Linked DNA regions of Mus musculus: region 2 is linked to region 1. The links are chromatin contacts, called in public HiChIP or PLAC-seq maps. All regions are on one chromosome and are shown on one strand. The core of a region is the stretch at or near the end of the contact, and the rest is flanking DNA. Distances in the headings are between cores, read along the strand shown. Region 1 has its middle 26 kb from the start of Camk2d. Region 2 overlaps Camk2d (calcium/calmodulin-dependent protein kinase II, delta).

Region 1 (5,645 bases), core at 1,413-3,912:
GGTAACGTAAAGGCAGGGGTGAGAGTGTGCTAAATAATAGTTATTATTACAGATGTGACCTCTGGAGGATGCTTACTACATTCCAGGGCGTTACAAGGACAACTATGCAACTTGTAATATAACAGAAACTTTTTGGAAATTCTTCAAAAGAATTGAAATTTGGAATCTACTAGCACTACAAATTTGGAAAGAGCAAAAGTCCCAGAGGAAGTTGCACTATCCGTAGCTTCTGGCACAATCGAGATCAGTGTACTTAACATCTAACGGGAATTAATGTCACTTGATAGCATCTAATTGTTGGGTGTCAGAACTTTGTACACGGTCTAAAGTCTTGAGAGAGTGCTTAACCCTAACCACAAAAGTAACAGGAAGTGTCAGGTCTCAAAGTTTGAATTGAGGACCAGCGAATGTTAAAAAAGTTAGTAGATTGCCATGTTAGATAACCAAATATGTAAAGACTGACCCAGGCAATGTGTTATTAAAGATTAAACATAATAAAGAAACAATAAACAAAACACAATAGGGAAGATTAAATATATGTTCTGTAACAATTTGTGGTGGTTAACTTTTGGTTAGTGCATTTTGGCTTGAGGACATTTTGCATATTTTTAGTATTCTCCAGAAAGCTGAAAAAAGTCAAAGTCATGTGGAATGTTACATGGGGGTAATTATATGCAAACATATACTTTCTGTGGTTCAGTGCATACATAGGAATGGGGAGATGGCTCAGTGAATAAAGGTGCTTGCCGTGTGATCTGGTTACATTCTGTTGCTATGGCAAATACCATAACCAAAACAACTTGGAGAGGAAAGGGTTTATTTTGTTTGATACTTCAGGTCACAATCCATTATTAAGGGAAGTCACAACAGACACTTAAGCAAAGAACCTGAAGAAGAAATCATAGAGGAAATCTGTATGTTGGCTCACTCACTGGATGATGTTCAGCTGGCTTTCTTATACAGCCCAGAGTCCAAGGCTATCTGCCTAGGGATGGTACCACCCATGATGGGCTGGGAACTCATAAATTGATTAGCAGTTAAGACAACTTCCCATAAACATGCTCACAGGCTAACCTGATATAGAAAATTCCTCAGTTGGAGTTCACTCTTCCCAGGTGATTTTAGGTTGCATCATGTTGACAATAAAGGCTACCCAGCACATCATGTAAGTTTAAAGACCTGATTTTGAATTCCCAAAACCTGTGTATATAAGCCAGATGGGTGAGTTTGAATACCTATTCCTGGAGGCAGAGACAGCAAAAAATGACTTAAGAGTCCCTGGCTCTAACAAGGTGGTAGGTGAGAAACAACACTCTTACTTTTATATGCATATCATAGCTCAAGTGTGCCAGTGCAAACAAATGCCCATTATATATGTATACCCACACACGCAATTAGAGGTAACAAATGTAGAAGAAAAATATTCCAAAGGAAAGGAATGATGGATGAAAGCATAATTTTAGCCATTGTTTTTGACAAGGTATTATTCATGGGTAAGTCTATTAAGCATAATTATGTAAATGATCCCCAAAGTATAAATAGTCTTTGGCAATGTTTAACCACTCATATGTGGGGACCAGTTAAGAGTGGTTTGGATTTTACCAGAACTTCTATTTTTGCCATGGAATAATAATTAAGAAAGGTGAAAGGGAATTATAACATCTGGGCAAAGTTGGGGTAAGTATGTTCAAAATACACTGTACATGTATGAATATTCAGAGAAGAAATCAACAGTACTAAAAACAGTTATATAGTAGAAGTATAGAGCAACATAGGTATGGTGACACATAGAGACATAGGGTTGATAAGCTTAATGAGCCAGTGAACCAAATGTCATATTGGAACAAGTAGGCTTAAAGAAGTAGAGATGGCAGAATGAAATGTTTGGAATCAAAACTCAGAGATAGTACAGGGTGTGACCTGGTATGACATGAGTGGGTCATGGAGAGCAATATGGATAAAACCACAGACACTGTGGAGACAAAGGGATTTGGAAAGTGACATCTTAGGTCACATGGTTGTATTTGGAAGCTGATAGACTGACAATACAAAAGGCACAAGAGAGTGAGGGGGCATTGTAGATCTTGCAGCTCTTTCTCCAGCAGCATGTCTGCCTGGACACTGCCACTCTCCCTACCATGACCATAATGGATTAAAGTTTTGAAACTGTAAGCCATCCCTGATTAAATATTTTCCTTTGTAAGAGTTACCCTGGTTTATGGGGTCTCTTCACAGCAATGCAAACCCTAAGACAGAAGTGGAGAGAAGAATGGGGGTCAACATATGTGAAACTGAGTTCCTTGAGAAACTAGGTTTCTGATGATGCTACCCGTGAGCCGGTATTGAAGCACTGTGAGTTTTGCTTTGGAAATCACAGAACACTCTTGTGCAGTGGTCTAGTGTAGTTGATCACTCCTGCAGCTGGAGCTAGAGTAGCAGGGAGGAGGTGGTCTCAACCTTGAGATGTCAGAACAAAGGAAGTGTAGAAGTCTCAGTCTCAGTGTAAATAGCTAGAGAATGACTGTTACCCAGCAACCTCTCCTTTCTATCAAGAGCCTTTTCAGTGATGCTGGTAATTGGAAAATCTCCCACAGAAGATTTTGATTACTCATCTTTGGTGAGTAACTGAACCAATACCACATCAGCTATATGAGCGTCATTGCTAGTTGTTGACAACTTCTGATGAGTAAGCATTGTGGTATGTATGTAAACTGGCCACATAGTTGCTATCTTAAATTTTGCTCTTGTTTCCATTCCAAAAGACATGAGTGCCATTGAAACTGTAGAATATATGAAGAAAACATATTTTATTAATTCTATTGTATTCATTATTTATTTGTTTTTATTTTATGTGTATGGGTAGTTTTACTGCTTGTATGTCTGTGTACCATGTGCATAGAGTTCCTGCAGAGGCCAAAACAAGCTGTCATATCCCCGGAATTAGGATTATAGTTGATTGTGAATCACCATGTTAGCACTAGGAAATGAACCCTGGTCCTTAGGAAGAGCAACAAGTTAATCACTGAGCCATCTCGCCCATATTATTTTTTAAAATAACTATTAAAACAAAGATGTCTTTCTTTAATTAAAGAGAAAAAAGGGCTTAGATATGGTCCAATTGTATTTTGGGTTGTAGACAAAATATGGAAAGTATACTGTTTAATTATAAACTTGTTTATGAATAGGCAAATGACTGTAAATGCTAATTCTACACAATCAGAAATAAATATGCAAATGCCTTTAAGTGTCATGACGTTTACAGAAAATTTGAAATAAGCAGTCAAGTTAGAAGCTCGACTCTGCCTTTATGTACTTAAAGTTATAACACTTTTTTTTCCATGAGACAAACTAAGTTCATGTGCTTTTAACTTGGCAACAATCTCCTTACCTAGAGAAAGATGCCATGGACGAGCAAAGGCCATGCTAAATTCACCTGAAGCAAAACCCTAGAGGATCACCAATCTCACCCATCTTTTCTCATCTGCAGAGGGGATCATACCAAGCTCTTTCCCTATACAGGGTCTGGTAGTCAGCTCTTTGACCTTCTGGAGGAAGAAAACATGTGCAAATCTTCAAGTCCTAGAAACAACAAAGAATTCTACTTGTTTATCTCCCAGAACATTGGCGGGAGTATCGTGTTCAGTCCTGACAAACAAAGGCATCCTAAAGAGTGATGAAAGTACTCAGCGCCTAGCATCAGTCATGTGACAGTACAATGGTTGTCGCTGGGCTACAAGTAGAAATAACAGCAGCCGCAGCATGTTCGTGGAATTAGAAATGTTTCTAGGCTTTATATAGAATAAATAAATATACAGTTTTATTTAATGAACTCGATTGAAGTGTCCAGTTAAGCAAAATGATTCAATGATATGACTAAAGCCCATAAAACAATGTTTTGAATTCCATAGCTCGATGGTCCTCATTCGGATAGTCAGAAAAATGGTAAATCTTCACTCCATTTGTAACTACATAAGCATCTTGGGGTTTGCAGAAAAACAGGGCAGTGGTAGGTTGATTATAAATTAAGTGGCTCTCCGAGAGGCCAGGCTGATCAAATTAGTATTTAAGTATGTGGGTAAGAATGTCTAAAAGAACTGTAGTTACTGCTCATTGCCTAATCTGCTCAAACTGCTGGACTCTCAACCTTCAGCTATACTTAGCTTAACTGTTTGAATAGTCCATAATTGCAGTGCAGAGAAATCAGATGAGGCAAACATGCAACATAACAGCTAGACACAGCTCAGTAGAATTCATTTTGTTGAGAATTATGAGTTTGCAGAGAAAACAGGAAGGAGAGTTGCAGGCTATCCACAGGTTGTTATTAAACCTATCAACAATAATCTCGTAAATTCGTTGTCTACCTTGAATTTTAGTTGTGGAATCTGTGGGGCTCCTGGTGTGGGAAATAAAGGGGTGGGAGAGGATTTGAGTCCCACCAGAGTTCCAGTGCTCTGAGTGGGTGGACCCGGGGGAATGGCGCATGCTCTCTATGAGACCCCGGGTGGGTGTTTGGCTGTGGGAAGTCACAGAACCCCTGTCCTCTGGGGTAGAGAGGAAGCAATTCGGGGTCTCTGGACCTTACGGAGGCCAGAGATGACCGGTTCTCAGTCTTACCGTGGGGATGAGAGAGTCTTGGCTAGCTCAGGCTGCTAGTTCGGCGGGTGGCTTGGGTTGGCTGGTGGCTGGAGCTGGAGCACAGGAAAGCCTTCTGGGGGTTAGACTTGGCTCTTTAGAAGAAAGCCAGCTCTGATGCCCCAACACGGCGAGTCTCAACGAGCAGAGACAGTCCTTGGCTTTAGAGCTTTACTGTAGAAAGGCAGAGAGAAAGAGAGAAGGTAGAATAAGAGGCTGGCCATGGCCATGTGGAGAGAGGGGAGAAGGGAGGGGGAGAAGAAGCACTAAAGAAGAAAATAGGAGAGGTGAGAGCTTAAGAGAGAGAGGAGGGGCCAATCAACCCCTTTTATAGTTGCAGGCTAGCTTGTAGTTAGTTGCAGGGTAGCTCTGGGGAGGAGCATGCCTGGCTATTGTCAGGTAACTGTGAGGGTGGAGTCTAGCCAGAATGCCAGGAACTTGGGACATTGTCTGCATGACTGATAGTCACAGGATTATGGAGTTTGGGGCTCCATGGTGTCAGGCTGGGAGCATGTCTGTCTGGGAGCATGGCACACTGTTCCATCCCTTGTAGAGTTTCTACTGGGTCTCTGGAGTAAGTCTCGCTCAATCAGAAAACAGGCTGCCTTTCACAGTCCCACAGGAATCTATTCAAGAGAGCTTTAAAAAAACTTCCTAAAATGAACTATCCCACTGAGATGGTTCCTGAATTTGGGTTGACTGGATACCAATGTAACTAAATAGTAAGTAAACAGAACTGCAACTGTTGTGTTTATGGGATCAACTTTGAATCAGAATGACAGTAGAAAACATTAAGTGTTTAGAGGTGTCAGGCTGTATGGCTAACACATCATGCTAAGGTGTTGAGGTGAGATCCAGGAGGGATGAGAATGGAGAGGAGTTGGTACTTCGATTTGTATGTGGTAGGGACCAGAGTCTAAAATGTAGCCTAAATAGTCAAAGATCGTTTGTGGTGGTTATTTGTAGCTGTTTTATTACTTTTTAATTACTACTTATAAATCAGAGTTTCTTAC
Region 2 (5,645 bases), core at 1,717-4,216, 90 kb before region 1:
AAAGAGAGAGTATAAGCCAAGCCATATAAGAAGCAAACTGAAAGCAAAACCGTTAAAGTTTCTGTCTGGCCAGGAGCTTCAGAGTAAATCAGTGTGGTCCACAGCTGGGACCTCAGTTCCCATTGTGGTCATGAGATGCGAGAAGCCACAGGAGGGTTATGATCACTTTAGGACCAGCTGATTGTTCCTGAAGCTGACCCTGACCTAGAGTCTGTGCTGGCTATGATGCGGTCTTCATCAGAAAGGGAGACAAAGATCTGCCACAGCACTTGAGTGGGGCATGTGAAATATATCTTAGCAGTAGTTTAATAGGTGGGAAATGGGAGTTGAAAGGACATTGATGATGGCACGTTTGGAGTAAGTTCCTCTTAGTGACTACCCAGTCATAGACTGTTGATTTGACAGATGAGGACACTAAGGAACACAGTGGGAAAATGAGCCTTGTCAAATGGAACTAGAACAAATATCCCTGGTGTCACTGCCTGAAGATGAGTGGCTCCCTTATGAGCACTGACTGAAGGCTCCATCTCATGAGGTCTGGAGAGTCAACTTTTAATGAAAGCTCTGACCTGCAGAACACCTTTCTTGGGGCTGTGCATTGGTCTATTAATTACTCACTAATTAATCTTCTTTTTTTTTTCTTCATGAGAGAGGTAGGTCACAAACAGCATTACCTCCTACAGCCATTCTTCGATTAAAGAATACTGGAAGACTCAGGAGTTTTCAGGTTCCTGTTAACTAAGTGCTCGTTTTACTGATAGTGACACATCGGCTTAAGCTATTTCTCTTTCTTTTGCAATCGTCTTATCATATATGATACTGCAGTATACAAGATTTTAAAAAATCTAAAAATCTTTATATTCTTCATTTTCAATCCAAATACAATAAATGGCACAGGCATCCTAAGTCCCGCTAAGCACAGGACAATTCAGGCTCTTGACAAGGTACACCTCTCATCTCAAATTGTTTCTAGAGTTTACTCCATTTAATAGATGATAATAAATTGAGTAGCAAAACAACCAAACAAATAAAAACAAATAAACAAACAGAGCCACACATACCATGGCTAAAAACCTGGTTAAACTACCATTTAACTAAGTGGTCTGCTGAAATGTAAATAATTGACATTAGTTAATATTTTACTTAATTTAAAAATAAAAAAACAAAAACAGACTTCTTGAGTTCTACTTCATAATTGGTTAGTTTTATAATGTCAGTATATATGTTTTCCTAATTTAAGAAATAGTCATACTTAAAACTTCAGCTCTGAGTATTGTGACACACACATTTAATCCCAGCACTCTGAGGCAGAGGCAGGAGGATCTCTGTGAGGTCAAGATGAGCCTAATAATATCTATATCTACATATTAAGTCTCAGGCCAGTCAGGGCTATATACTAAGACCCTGTCTCTCAAAAGACAAAACAAAACAAAGCAAATCAAAGCATGGGTTACAGGACCACATGAATTAGGTCAGCCCTTTCTTTTCCTTGTTTACACTATAAAAGAAGATGTTTTACAGGATGCTATGGGTTGGACGTGGTTCATATCCCCAAAGGTTCCTATGCTTGGACTACAACAGCAACACTGAACAGTACTAGAACCTCTTAAAAGATGAGACCCAGTGGGAGGTGTTCAGTCACCAGAGACACCACATCTCATGAGAGTGATTGAAACCTCAGAGGAATAAATGGGTTACCACAAGACCAAAAGCATGATGGGCTATCTCTATTGGTCTTCTTGCTTCCTCCTGTGTAAATGACTCTACCCATTGACGGTAAGCGGTACCATGTTCTCAGGCCCCTAGAGATCAAAACAGATATGGAACAGGAACTAAGTAGACCTCTTTACAGGGTGCAAGGCTTTGGTGTTTCACTAACAGAAAACTGACAACATAAAACAGAATACATGGGGTAAGAAGAAGAATTAAGTTATATGTTTCACACATGCACACACACACACACACACACACACGGAGGGCAAGCTAGAACTTTGTACCACAGAGAAACAAGCCAAAGGTTTCAGATGTTTGGGGTTATTAGGACAAACAATATTTTATATCAGTGTATTGACTTTTTAAACGAATTTTCAAATACTAGCAATGGTATACGAGCAAAACAGGTATTCAAAACTTTTTGAATTGATGTAGAAAGTCACTTCGGCTTCTTTTTTTTTTTTTTAGCTGCAAAATGTTAGTTACCATTTACCGTTCCTGCACATATTCTCAATCTGTAAGCCTTTCAGTTGGGTTCCCTGCTGCCTTTCTGTGCCCTGCAGACATACCCTTGTAGTCAGGAAAACCTCGGTGCCGTGCAGAACAGGCCAAGCTCGTCAGTTTTCCTGTTTCTCTGGTCCAACCCAACGTCCAGCTCTCTCAGACAACCTCTTTCTCTCAGGCTCTGCTTTGGAGAAACCAGGCAGAGACCTTTACTTTGGCCTTTTTAAATTTCATTTGAAAGTAGGAATTTGACCATCCCGCATCAGTTCAGTCTACATAGCATTCTTAACTATCACTGTGCATGAAGTTTTCATTCAAGTGTTCTGCAAACCGAGCTGAAGTGAGTCACCAGGGCTGCCGCATCAAAGAGGCCCTAAGAACACAGGGTAACAAACAGGTCTGGATCCCATGTTTTCCTCGTAGCTGCATGAGTCCAGTCATCAGCTAGTTCCCTTAAATACACATGAGTCAGATGCTCGACAGTGAAGGAGGTACAGGGAATTAGTCAGCGTTCCTCCAACATGAGAAAACTGCCTTCTTTCTGAATTCAAGGTAAGAAAGGTCAGAGAAAATATTCTAAGTGCAACCAATACATTTTTTTCCCCATTCAAGACATTTAATCCGTGATCTCAGCTCCAAGTAATAGGCTCTGTGAACTTATTTTTGCCACCCACCTCTTATCACACAGATGAGAGAAACTATTTCAAGTGGGTGTGATGGCTTCGTTTCAAGCATTTCAAAATCCTCCGCCACCTGCACAGGAAACTCTGACTGAAAACCAGACAGGTTCCTGCTGAGCAGCTAGGATGTGGCAGGTGAGGCCAGGGTTACATCTAGTTATCAGACTGAAATCAACAAGTGGGACAGGCTAGTCCTGGAGGGCACAGGACATGGTGGGCAGGACCCTGGCCATCTAAGACCCAGCCTAACTCACTGCTGACTGTGTTACATGCACTGGATAGGCCATGCTGAGGCAACAATGATACCAAGTAGACACCTATCCCAGAAAAGCCCAGTAGGCAAAGAGTGGAAGTCACCAAGAGCAAGCAACAGCACATGACGGAAGGAACACCCGACACAGGGATATGCTTACCACTGTGGGGACAAGACAGAAAAAACAAAAGCAAGGACGAGGTGAGGGAGTAGAGCATGGCCTTGTGAGTGTGTAGAGGTTTTTCCACTTTGAAGGGGACGAAGTGAGATTGTGACAAAGAGCAAGCACAGCATGACTCATAATCAGGAAGAAACCTACTCAGAGGGCTTGGAGAACAGTGAAGAGTACGAAATGTTTGTCTGTGGACCACAACCTCGAAGGTGAGCCAAAAAGAGTTGAGGTAACTCTGTGATAAACAGCCAGGACGTTCTATTGCAGAAAGGGGACACATGAAACTGCCAGTGGACATGAGATTGGAGGGCTGAGGCAGCTAGATTTTACACACAGTGTAAACTGTGGAACTGACCCAGCAGCTCCAAGCTCTGATGTCAGTGCTAAGTTGCTTGTGTTCCTGGGTCACCTCTAGCACTTAGGAGAGAGGTGGCTAGGGGAAGACTGACTTCTCGGGCTCAGTGAGAATATGATTAGCATCTACTTACAGGATTGGTAAATGATTTCCATGTTAAAAGCCTAGAAGATCAAAGACAGCAAAGGTCTCCCATGTGAGCTCTAGAGGCCTACCACACAAGCCCATAGACTTGAGTTAAAGCCATGCAAGTGGAGAGAACCAAAATGAGGTTGGGCTTAGACCCTGTGTCTGCACAAATCCTACCCCCTCACACACACACACACACACACACACACACACACACACACACACACACACATTAGTAGTAAAGAAATAAGTAAATAAAAAATGCAAAGGAAAAGCCCTGCTCTTATTTTATTTTAGAAAAAGAGTTGATTGTGGAGTACCAGCAGAGGAAAAAAAAAAGACTACAGGGAAAGACTCCAACTACGATGCTAATAAAAATTACAGATGAGAAAATTAAGTGGGACTTGAGGACATTTTGCTGTAAAGCTATCCATCTCATACAATGAGCACACATCATACTGTGTGTCAAACAAGCTACACAGAATCTAAAGCACGCATACATGTTACTATTGCTGCATTCCACCTTTGAGCATTTGTGAAGTCCTATGTGCAAGCAGCCAGGTCAGCTTACAAGTCAAACAGAAACCTACTTTCTAGACACGACCGAGGAAGTGCCACACATGTGTGTATGATTTGGAATGTCGGAAGTTATAAGGAAATGGTTTAAAATAATGATTTTTTTTCTTCTTTGTCTATCAGGAGACTCTCGGAATAAGGGACAGGACGGGGACAATGTGCCCACCTAGGGACACTGCGAGCCACAGAGGCGGTCAGGAGGGACAGGGGGCTTCTGCTTTTCTCCCTCTCCTTTCTGCTCACAAAGTCTCAATTACTGGAAAAACTTCAGAAATCTTTACCCAAAAGCCCACTTAAAAGCCTGAAATTCTACTTCTTAAAAATAAAATAACATTACTCTCCAGTCTAGAAATAACGCCCGAGGCCCAAAGTGCTACGCTGTCATTACGTCTAAAAATAACCTCAACCAGTCATTCTTGAGGTCAGCTTCGAGTGACAACGTGCCATGCAGCCACAGGAGCAGGGGCCCCACTGTGTCCCACTGTGGGCAGAGGACTCCCTAGGACAAGTCTGCTTTCCCCCACTTCAGACACCATCTGCCAAGGGCCGGCTGCCGATCGCCACACAGGCCTCTGGATAGTGGCTAAAATTCCTCAGTATTCCGCCAGGATCTCTTTAAGGGAGATTCTTACAAAATCAGCCCAACTTCTCTCCTAATACCCACCATCTGCATAAATCTCAAACTACCACCACATGCAAGAATTCCACCTCATAGGAACACTAAAGAGACCCCCCACGCCCCCCCCACACCCCACACCCCCGCACTCCAGCTTTTCAAGTTGGAAAATCGAAAGTCAATGAAGGCTACTAAAGTCATTTCTGGAGCTACAGAAACTCAAAGCATTCAAAAATACAATACTGCAGGGGAAGAAAACCCAGAGATGCTTTAACTTTATGTAAAAGTAGTCATAATAATTGTCTGCTTTCCAGAATACGTAATGGACAGCTTTGAAAATGACTGTCCTTTCCATGGAAATGACAATTAGAAAACAAATCTAGTGAAGACAGTGACCAGCAAGTCACTAAAATGTGTTCAATTTTAAGCAACAGTTTTGCTATTAAAATATTTTCAAACCAAATAATAAGGCCCAAATGAATGACAACTAATATAACAGAAAGGTGTCGCTTGGAAATTCTTGTACAAATACATAATCAATGACATGAGACAGACCTTTTTAACTGTCTGTTGCAAATAGTAAAACTGCCAAAATTCTAACTCAGCTCTTTCTCACATCCACGGTGGTCTCTGAAAGAGCTAATCTT

The links. HiChIP or PLAC-seq counts read pairs in DNA pulled down with a chosen protein or histone mark.
Region 2: an HNF4G HiChIP or PLAC-seq map of pancreatic cancer cells shows a contact between it and region 1. The contact joins two enhancer-like sites. A contact is called at or near these places in 6 of 39 promoter capture datasets (the C10 cell line, embryonic stem cells, hippocampal neurons and 3 more), 1 of 15 datasets of contacts at CTCF or cohesin (CD8 T cells), 2 of 484 Hi-C or Micro-C datasets (CD4 T cells and CD8 T cells) and 2 of 115 datasets of contacts at active chromatin or transcription factors (CD8 T cells and pancreatic cancer cells).

What each region holds. Positions count from the first base shown.
Region 1 is chr3:126,567,803-126,573,447 of GRCm38.p6, reverse strand. No RefSeq gene overlaps it. Among named protein-coding and RNA genes, the nearest start is that of Camk2d, 26 kb to the left of the region's middle. Within about 2 kb of position 2,662, at least 29 of the 459 cell types and tissues checked have an H3K27ac peak or open chromatin away from gene starts, as enhancers often do. A contact at or near this core is called in pancreatic cancer cells, where this site is marked.
Region 2 is chr3:126,658,177-126,663,821 of GRCm38.p6, reverse strand. All of the region lies in intron 2 of Camk2d (calcium/calmodulin-dependent protein kinase II, delta), which reads right to left. Among named protein-coding and RNA genes, the nearest start is that of Gm15551, 7.9 kb to the left of the region's middle. Within about 2 kb of position 2,966, at least 158 of the 459 cell types and tissues checked have an H3K27ac peak or open chromatin away from gene starts, as enhancers often do. A contact at or near this core is called in pancreatic cancer cells, where this site is marked.